Linked DNA regions of Mus musculus: all the other regions are linked to region 3. The links are chromatin contacts, called in public Hi-C and HiChIP or PLAC-seq maps. All regions are on one chromosome and are shown on one strand. Each heading gives the region's core, a stretch centred on a gene start, on an enhancer-like site or on the middle of the called end of the contact. The rest is flanking DNA. Distances are from core to core; before and after follow the strand shown.

Region 1 (2,713 bases), core at 213-2,712, 50 kb before region 3:
CAGACAAGTAAATAAAAGAATTCTTGAATAGAGACCTCAGCCAGTATCAAAATCCTATGTGGCCATGTCTCCACTTGGGGGTCTCGGCTTCTCAGTTTTCCCATCTGTAAAAGGTTCTGGCCTTGATACTGTGGGGACCCTCTGATTCCACCATCTAGGATATCCTGGGTACCCCATCAGCATCTCTTCCACTTTGGCAGACTGGGTTGAGGTGGGGGACCCAGCACTGAAGATCTAAACCAGACACCCTCTGGCTTCTGTGATATGGCTGGGGAAGTGAGCTCAGGCTCCCGGGTCCAGTAGTGCGAGAAAAGTGCCTTCTGTGCTGGGGGCTTCCATCCTCCGGGCCATCACAGCCACCTGCATAAGTAGGATTCAGTACTCCCCACTTTCTAGATAAGGAAACTGGGCCCTGAGGTTAAAGAAGACCTGCTGCTGAGTCCTTGTATAGGGCAAGCCCAGCTCACAGCAGCGTCTGAGGAGGAGCTTAAGAACCGCTTCTCCAGTAAGCCAGCCCGAGCACATCCTTGCTTGCGTGAAAACTAACAGTGAGAGACAGAACTGCTTATGAATGTGGGGGTACAGTAGAGGGCAGTGGGGGAGGTGGCTCAGGAGCTAAAGCACGTGTCACAGAACCTGAGTTCAATTCCCGGCCCCCACAAAAAAAATGAGTGTGGTGGTACATGCCTATAATTGGAGCACTGGGGTACGGGAGCATAAAGACAGGCAGATCCCAGGAGCTCACTGCTCACTGGCCAGCTGATAATGGCTGACTGAATAAATGAGCTCTGGGTCTTTAAGAGTCTTTGTCACTAAAAACCAAGAGGGAGTGAGGATGACTCTGACATTGACCTTTGACCCCCACAGGGACAATCACACACGTTCATCCACGCACACACGCATGAACATATATACTCATACACACCACACATAGAAAGCCAAGAATGTGACATCATACGACAGACTGTCTCCTCTGGCCTTCCTCTTTCCCATCCCTGGGCATCGCATCAGACTGCCAGGCTTCTCAGAGGCGCCAGGCTGGCCCTTGAGGGGAAGTCCTTTGGAGGTTAAAGAGAGTAGACTTGGCTATAACTTTGGACCTGAGGCAAGCAGGACCCGTCTGTGCAGGGACTGCTGTCAAGAGCCCCCCCAGATCCAGTCTTAGGGCTGGTCTTCCTTCTCCTGGGAGACAGCTAGTCACACTTACTTCATGCAGGAAGCCCATGAGGTAGCGGAGTACGGCATAGTTGTGTTCTGGGAGGCTCCGCAGGATCAGGCGGCAGTGGGTCACTCGAAGGCTGCTCTCCACACCTGCAATGGCATGACACTGCTGGCCAGGGAAGCACAGTCCCCAGGACAGCCTGGCCATGTGGCTCTGCTCAGCACCTTATTACTTCTGCCAGGCTCCTTCCTCCTCTGCATGATGGCTACAGAAACTGCAGCCTGCTGGGAAGCAGGGCAGTGAGTCACTCAGCAAACAGCAAACGGCTAGTCCAGGGCCAGTAATCTACACACAGACAGCTGTCCACATCTGGCCCGGCAAGTTTCTCTCTTAATAACGGTCTTGTTTGCTCTTTTCTCTCCACCCACCACCACCCCCCAAGTGCTGGTTTTAGAAGGGTGCACCACCATGCCAGCTCTCAGTCAGTAATATTTTACTTGAACACAACCATGTTGTGTTGACACATTGCCTAGGGCTGCTTGTGGGTTACAAGGATGGAGCAGCAGCTGATATGGAGACTTTGTGGTTGGGGAAGGCTCAGCATTTACCCTCTGGCCTCCTTGGAGACAAATGCACCTACCTGTGATTCTCCATGTACATAGACCACTGTGTGGTTCCTGGAAAAAATCTCACTTTCGGTGTGGGCGTGGGATGTAACTGTTTCATGCATAGACCCTCAGTCCCTTTGGTTGCCCTCCATTTGAGCTTTGAGACAGGTTCTCATGTGACCCAGACTGGCCCCAGACTTACTATGTAGCTGAGGATACCCTTGAACTCCTAAGCCTCCTGCCTCCACTTCCCAAGTGATGGGATTCAGTTGGATGCCTCTGTGCTGGGTTTATGCAGTGCTGGGCATGGCAAACACCCTACCAGCTTGTCTACATCCTCAGATCCTCCATTTGAGCTACAGCCTCGGAGGAAAGACTAAACTAAAACCAAGTGCGGCTGCAGAAGCCTGCAATCTCAGCACTTGGAGGCTGAGGCAGAAGGATTAGGAGTTCAAGCTCAGCCTGGACTACCTAGTGAGACCATTTCTGAGATCAATTTTTAAAAAGAAACAGAGCAAGTCACTCAGTGGTTCCAGCTGAAGCACTCAAAATCACCCGAGAGCCAGGTGGTGACACAGGCCTTTAATCCCAGCACTTGGGAGGCAGAGCAAGGCAGATGGATCACTAAATTTAAGGTCAGTCTGGTTTACAGAGTGAGTTCCAGGACAGCTAGGGCTACACAGAGAAACCCTGTCTCAAAAAAAAATTCAAGAAAAACACCCCCACACAAGCATTTACACAGCTCCCTGAGATGTGGGTGCAGCATGCATGTGATCCTGTTCCCCAGTCCCCAGCCTCTGACTCATCATCACTGTCCTCCCACTAAGCCTGTGCAGTGACCAGGAGACCCTGGGGCTGTATGCATGCTGCTGGCAGGACACAGGATTCCTCGTCTATGAAAAGCTTGAGGTCAGCATCCAAACGCTGACACCATTGCATACAC
Region 2 (2,700 bases), core at 191-2,690, 39 kb after region 3:
ACTTGAGTTCTGAGTTACAGGGTAGACCTACTGTGTGCCAGAACTCATGCTCACAGCCTGATTACACATCTTCACATTTACTCCAACAACAGTCACTCACCCATATTATTAATAAAGAAACTGAGGACCAGAAGTGGAAAACCAACTGCCTAGGGCCACACAACAGAGGAGTGGAGTTGAAATCTGAGCCAAAAGTCAGCATGGCTCCACTAAACCCTGGCCAGAGACAAGGAAGGGGACGAAGAGAGTGGTTGAGCAGTTCTGGGGAAAAGGAGTCTTCCTTCTCTCACAGTTCTGCTCCCAGCCCAATGAGGAGACCGGTGTAGGCCCAGCAGAGAGGGAAACTAAGGTAGGTAGTCTCAGCTCTCAGGCAGGCTGCAGCTTAGTGGAGGAACTTAGGGTCCCTGCTGGCAGCCGGGTGCCCCCCCCCCCCGATTGCTCTCAGACTAGATGAACAGAAGACATGTGTCCAAGTGACAGCCGTGTCCCTAGTGGCAGACCACAGAGGGTGAAGAACCTGGCAGGATTTCTCTGCCAGGTGGAGGGGTGGAGTGGAGAGCCAGCATCCACAAACCTCCCTCAATCCGTGTTTTACTTTGGATGGAAATACTTTTTTTTTTTTTTAATTTTTCCTTAAGGGCCAAGAGGAGACCCACCGGGGAACTATGGCTAAAAGAACTATCTGTGACTGGTTGAGAACACAGCTGGGGGAGGGGCTTCCCACGCCCGGCTGGTCCTGGATGGGCCTCCGGAAGGGTCCGGTAAGGAATGTCTGGCAGCTGGCGCACCCCCGCGGACAGCTGGGAGGCCCGGGGTCCAACTCAGGGAAAGCCACCGCCCACCCCGCGCCGAGGGCCCGACACGCATACAGGAAGTGCAGCGGCGCCCCGCCGGGGGCCCGCGAGGTTCAAGTGCGCCCCTGCGAAGTGGGGGCTCAGAGGCCTCCTGCTCCCCGGCCGCCCACCCACCCACCCACCCCCGGGGAGCGATCGTGGGCTCTAGCCGCTGACACGTTGCACTCACTTCCCTCCCCGCGCACGGCCCGGCGGCGGGGCGAGCTGCGCGCAAAGTGGCGCGGTGCGGTCTCCGGCCACGCCGCTCCGGGCTGCGCGCCTTACCTGTTCCAGGTGGCGTTGGCGCAGGCCCGGCGCTGCTGCGTGCCCCGCTCGTCCGTACCCGCCGCGCCCGGCTCCCTCTTGCCCAGGTCACTGAGGCTGGGCGAACTCATGAACTTCAACCTGCGGAGAGTCCTCATGCTCACCCCGGCCCACACGCGCCCCCGCGTCCCCTACGACGATAGTCGGCGGCTAGCAGCAAGCCCGGCGACCCCGTGGGGTCCCGCCCGGGTCCTGCGCCCCCGCCCGGGGCAGCACTCCCAGCGCGGGGCCCTGTGAACCATGGCTCGCGGCGGCTCAGCGTGGAGCGCTCGGAGCGCAAAAGCAGGCCGGGGGCGGGGCCTCCAGCCTGGGCGGGGCCATAGTGGGCGTGGTCTCCTGTTGGGAGGGCGGGGCCGGCGTCTTGGAGCCCTCTGCGGCCAAAGGGCCAGCTCAAGGGGCTGGCTCCTTTGCTCTCAGCCACCTCCCTTCTTCCCTTCGGAAGCCACCACACAGGAGCCACAGAGCAGTTCAATCCCAACTGTCCACCCGGCACCCAACCAACCCTGTGGTCACACACACACCATGCACAGGGACTCATAGGCTCCCATTAACGTCTCTTGAACTCACTCCCTCTCCAGACACCCATCCCAGGAGGAAAGGCTGTGCCCACAGAGATCTATCCAGACCCCTTCACGTGGACACAGGCTCCGCCCACTGCGGATCAAAGCTTTCTGCCGGGTGCCTCAGCCATCAGCCCCACCCCACCTGAGTTTAGCATGACCAGGCTGTCCTAGAGCCTTTTCTCGGGGGAGGGGCCAGGGACTAGGGTCCTCTCAGGCCGGTACCTTGGATGATTGACTGGCCAGAGGGGTTGTTGCACCGAGAGTTGAAGGAATGGAGGACAGTGGCACCCCCTGAATCCCAGATCCCCTTGTATGGTAGAAGTCAGAGTGTCTCCTCAATCCTGGTGACTTAGGCACAAGGCAAAATGATCCTAGGACAGGACAGCCCTGGGGCATTGAGGCAAATTTGAATTCTACCTGCTGGGAATGTTGTGGGGGCACCCAGGGCAAAATAATCTCTCCCGGGTTCTGCCACCAGAACATGGCAGGCTGGACCAAGGCTCACGAACACACAGTGCCCCTGACACCCCAGCTCCTGACACACAGCCTCCTTCAAGCAAGATCTGGGAGTCCCACTCGTTTTGCCTGCCACTTCCAAGCACAGCCCCAGGTGACTTGCAGGAGAGTAGAGTCATGGTTCAACTCCCACCATCAGCATTTCCTAACCAGCCACTGTGTACTGGACACCCCCACATGCCTGTCTTAGGAGGCAAGGATCAAACAGACAACTCCTTGTTCGCAAGAACTCTCACAGAGCCGAAGGCCACTCAACCTATTGTGAAATGGCAGCCAGGGCAGGGAAGGGCTGGGCTGCTCCTACCTCCTTCATTCAGTCAATGGCCCCAGTGAGGACCTGACTTGGGGGTCAACAGCAGATGAATTTTCCAGTCTCCAAACAACAGGCACCAGCTTTCTGAACCAAGTCAAGGAACCCAGGTCTGGGAGGATGCGGCATTCAGGTGGGGGTGTAGAAACTGCTC
Region 3 (2,987 bases), core at 414-2,913:
CAGCTTTTGGAAGGTTGAGGCAGGAGGATTACCTTGAGTTTAAAGCCAGCCTGAGCTAAATAACAAGACCCGTCTCCAAGAAAGAAAAGGGGGGGAACCCCAAGCTCTCCCAAAATTCCCCTGAAGCTTTATCTGTGTCATGTGACCAGCTCAGTGAGATGATGGGGACTCAGGTATTGGGATGGTTTTCTGGTGTGATGAGAGTCTACGGCCAGGCACCTCTAGGTGACAGCTCTTGGCTACCCTATTATATATTTTGGTTTATTATTAGAGACAAGGTCTCACACACTGAGGCTGGCTTCAAACAACTATGTGGCCATAGATGGCTTTTTGTCCTCAATCTGATAAAAGTCCTGGGATTACAGCCTCAGGCCACCACACACCTGGTTTATGTGTCTCAGGGAAACAAACCCAGGGCTTTGTGTATTCTAGGCAGAGGTTCTACTAATTTAGTTACATCCTGCTGTTCTCTTTAACTGAGGCCACCTCTATGCCCCTCATTGACAGGAAACCCCCAACCTTACACAGTTCTCCAAAGTTGCACTTTACTGTTAGCGGATTCAAGTACATACCCGGGGCTCACCCATTTAGACTTCTTCTGGACCACCCAGCAACCTAGGGCCACACCCACCTGCTTAACTCCCACCCCATCTTCCAGCTCTACTGCAGCGTCCTCCACAAAAGTCCCCACACCCCCTGGCTTCGACCACGGAGAGCTTATTCTGGGCTCCCGAGAGCTGAGAACAGACAAGAGGCTGACCTGACCTCTGGGAACAGCTGGACTCAGACTTCCAGTTACCTGCCCCCTCCTCCATCCCGGTTCTGACTCGGGGAAGGGTTTGGCGGGGCATTCTACAAGGAACTCATAAACATATCTTGAAACAACAGAGGCCAATGAAGATTGCTTACTTTCCGAGGCGTACTGAGTTCTCACTTCGACCAAGTTCGCCCTGACTGGCTGACAGCGCGCGCACTAGAATCTAGTCCCAGAGCAGAACCTGGGACCGCCAGGCCCTTTCCCCACACCAGCCAAAAGAACTAAGGAATGCCACCCCTCCCCCCAGTGGCCTCCGCAGTTCCCCTAGCAGGGCCTCGGCAGCTAGCTACACTGACTGCACCTCCCTCTTAAGAATTCTCGAATTCTCGGGAGGCCTTTGCCAGGTTTGGGAAAGTGAAAGAAGCCCGCAGCAGTCTGCCTTACCTAAGTGGGGACTTCCCAGGCCCGCGGCCTATAAATCTTGGGAGTTGCACCCAGTGTGACAACGTGACCAGACAGACCCCAGTCTCGGGCCCCAAGTGCGAGTTCAGCATCCGCCCTGGCCTCAGTGTTGCCACCTGTTAGGCGGGAAAGATGCCACCATGATGCGCTCAGGTTTGGTGCGGGAGCCGAGGGGCTACTGCCATGTGCTGACCCCGGGGGCCCAAAGGGGACCGAACCTGGGTCGGAAGAAAAGCAGGGGGCACAGAAAGCGGGGACAAGGTGGGGAGTAGAGGGACACCCAGGAGAAGTTGGGACGGGAAGAGGCCAGGACCAGGGATAGGAGCCGCGCCTTCCCACCCGAGCAGGTCCCCAAGGGGGGGACTCACCGGACCACCGAGCACCTCACCTGGTCTCTGCAACGCCAGCCACACACCTGGCCCGTCCCCGGACAGGCCCCTCCCCAACAGGCCCCGCCCAATGTCAGAGCGCACAGCCGGGAGTCCCCAGGGTGGGCGGGACCAGGGTAGGTGGTTCTAACTCTAGGCGGGAGGGAGCTACGGGACGCTGGCCCTCAGCAGCTGCTAGCCCTCACTTTTACCCGCATTTGAGATGCGCCTGGTGAGAGGGGAAACAGGAGATCTGTGCTGAGTTGGAAAACACAGCCCGCGTCTCCAAGCGTCCGACCTGCTCTCCCAGGCCTGACCTCGGTGCGGGTACGGGGCTCTCTGTCTGCTGCCTCTGCCCTTGGGGTGTCGGGGTGTCGCTGTCCCTTCCCTTCTGAGTCTCCAGCCCTTCGTAGCTATGGTTCAAAACCACTCCCACAACCCTATGACTTGCCTCTAAGCACAAAGAGGCCTTGGTGACCTAGGGAGAACAGACCAGAGGTGGGGGCACGTAGGTGGTTTTACCAAAGCGTGGACTTCTGCCTCCAAGCTTCCGGACTTCACGCAGAGCCTGCACCTCTTTCCGGCTACACCTCATCTCCTGCCTCTACCTGTTGTCCACCAACCTAACGGCCTTGAATGATCTCAGCTCTCACCCTAACCCCAAGCTCAGGCTCCTAGCTGTGTTGGATACCCAGCCTATGCAGGGACATACTACGGCCTCCCAACTCCTCCTCATCTCATTCTTCCAATGGTGCGGTCCAAACTCGAGTCCTCCTCATATTCTATGTGTGGTCCACTCTCAAGCCCCAAGAGCACCTACAAAGTATGTCACTGTACCACATGCTGACCCCAGGGGACCAAAGGGGACTGAACCCAGGTTGGAAGGAAGGCAGGGGCACAGAAAGCAGGGACAAGGTAGGGGGTGGGTGAAGTTGGTGATCTCCTAGCCTCTTCCTCACTGGTCCATCTGTCTCCACACAGGCTCAGAGGCCCCTTTCTGAAGATTCTCACACAGAACTCCACTCGAAGTGTTCCCAGTAGATGAGGCAGCTCCACAAGCCAGCTGAAGGGATCATGGCCCTAGGGAACATTTGTGGAGCAGCTAAGAGAGCAGCTGAGACATCACTCACCTCTAGAGGGTGTTGTGACTTCAGGGGACAATCAACAGAAACCACCATCTCCAGTTTCTGGAAATAACTGGGTCTCAGCCAACCAGCACAGGCCCCACGGAGGGCAGGCTCCTCCAGTGGATCTGATGGACCTTACTGGATGGGGAGAAAGAGAAAACATGGCTTGCTGCATCTACCATCTCTACCCTCGTGGGGGAAGCTTGGCTCACTGTGGATGCTTAGTGAAAGTCGAAACCATGCCCACTGACCTTTGCTGAACACACAGCTGAA

Evidence for each region. A called contact is a pair of places that touch in the nucleus more often than the background predicts. HiChIP or PLAC-seq counts read pairs in DNA pulled down with a chosen protein or histone mark.
Region 1: an HNF4G HiChIP or PLAC-seq map of pancreatic cancer cells shows a contact between it and region 3. The contact joins the enhancer-like site here to the promoter of Arhgap8 in region 3. A contact is called at or near these places in 1 of 39 promoter capture datasets (embryonic stem cells), 1 of 15 datasets of contacts at CTCF or cohesin (embryonic stem cells), 4 of 115 datasets of contacts at active chromatin or transcription factors (embryonic stem cells, extraembryonic endoderm stem cells and pancreatic cancer cells) and 3 of 9 other capture datasets (adipose tissue, liver and pancreatic islet).
Region 2: a contact with region 3 is called in a Hi-C map of pancreatic cancer cells, with 3 times the contacts expected there. The contact joins the promoter of Prr5 here to the promoter of Arhgap8 in region 3. A contact is called at or near these places in 4 of 39 promoter capture datasets (embryonic stem cells, liver, macrophages and 1 more), 6 of 15 datasets of contacts at CTCF or cohesin (CD8 T cells, the NIH/3T3 cell line, embryonic stem cells and 2 more), 91 of 484 Hi-C or Micro-C datasets (3T3-L1-derived adipocytes, the 63-12 cell line, the AML12 cell line and 53 more), 17 of 115 datasets of contacts at active chromatin or transcription factors (the 230-238 cell line, CD8 T cells, the HPC-7 cell line and 12 more) and 3 of 9 other capture datasets (adipose tissue, liver and pancreatic islet).

The regions. Positions count from the first base shown.
Region 1 is chr15:84,768,595-84,771,307 of GRCm38.p6, reverse strand. Arhgap8 (Rho GTPase activating protein 8) reads right to left here. Exons shown (of 12, transcript NM_001164628.1): 11 at 1,208-1,311. Among named protein-coding and RNA genes, the nearest start is that of Gm52202, 21 kb to the left of the region's middle. Within about 2 kb of position 1,462, at least 25 of the 459 cell types and tissues checked have an H3K27ac peak or open chromatin away from gene starts, as enhancers often do. A contact at or near this core is called in pancreatic cancer cells and pancreatic islet, where this site is marked.
Region 2 is chr15:84,679,738-84,682,437 of GRCm38.p6, reverse strand. Prr5 (proline rich 5 (renal)) reads right to left here and starts at 1,440. Exons shown (of 8, transcript NM_146061.4): 1 at 1,119-1,440. The coding sequence starts at 1,255.
Region 3 is chr15:84,718,728-84,721,714 of GRCm38.p6, reverse strand. It overlaps Arhgap8 (Rho GTPase activating protein 8), which reads right to left and starts at 1,663. Exons shown (of 12, transcript NM_001164628.1): 1 at 1,608-1,663. Gm20556 (predicted gene, 20556) reads left to right here and starts at 1,449. Exons shown (of 3, transcript NR_040347.1): 1 at 1,449-1,724; 2 at 2,569-2,987.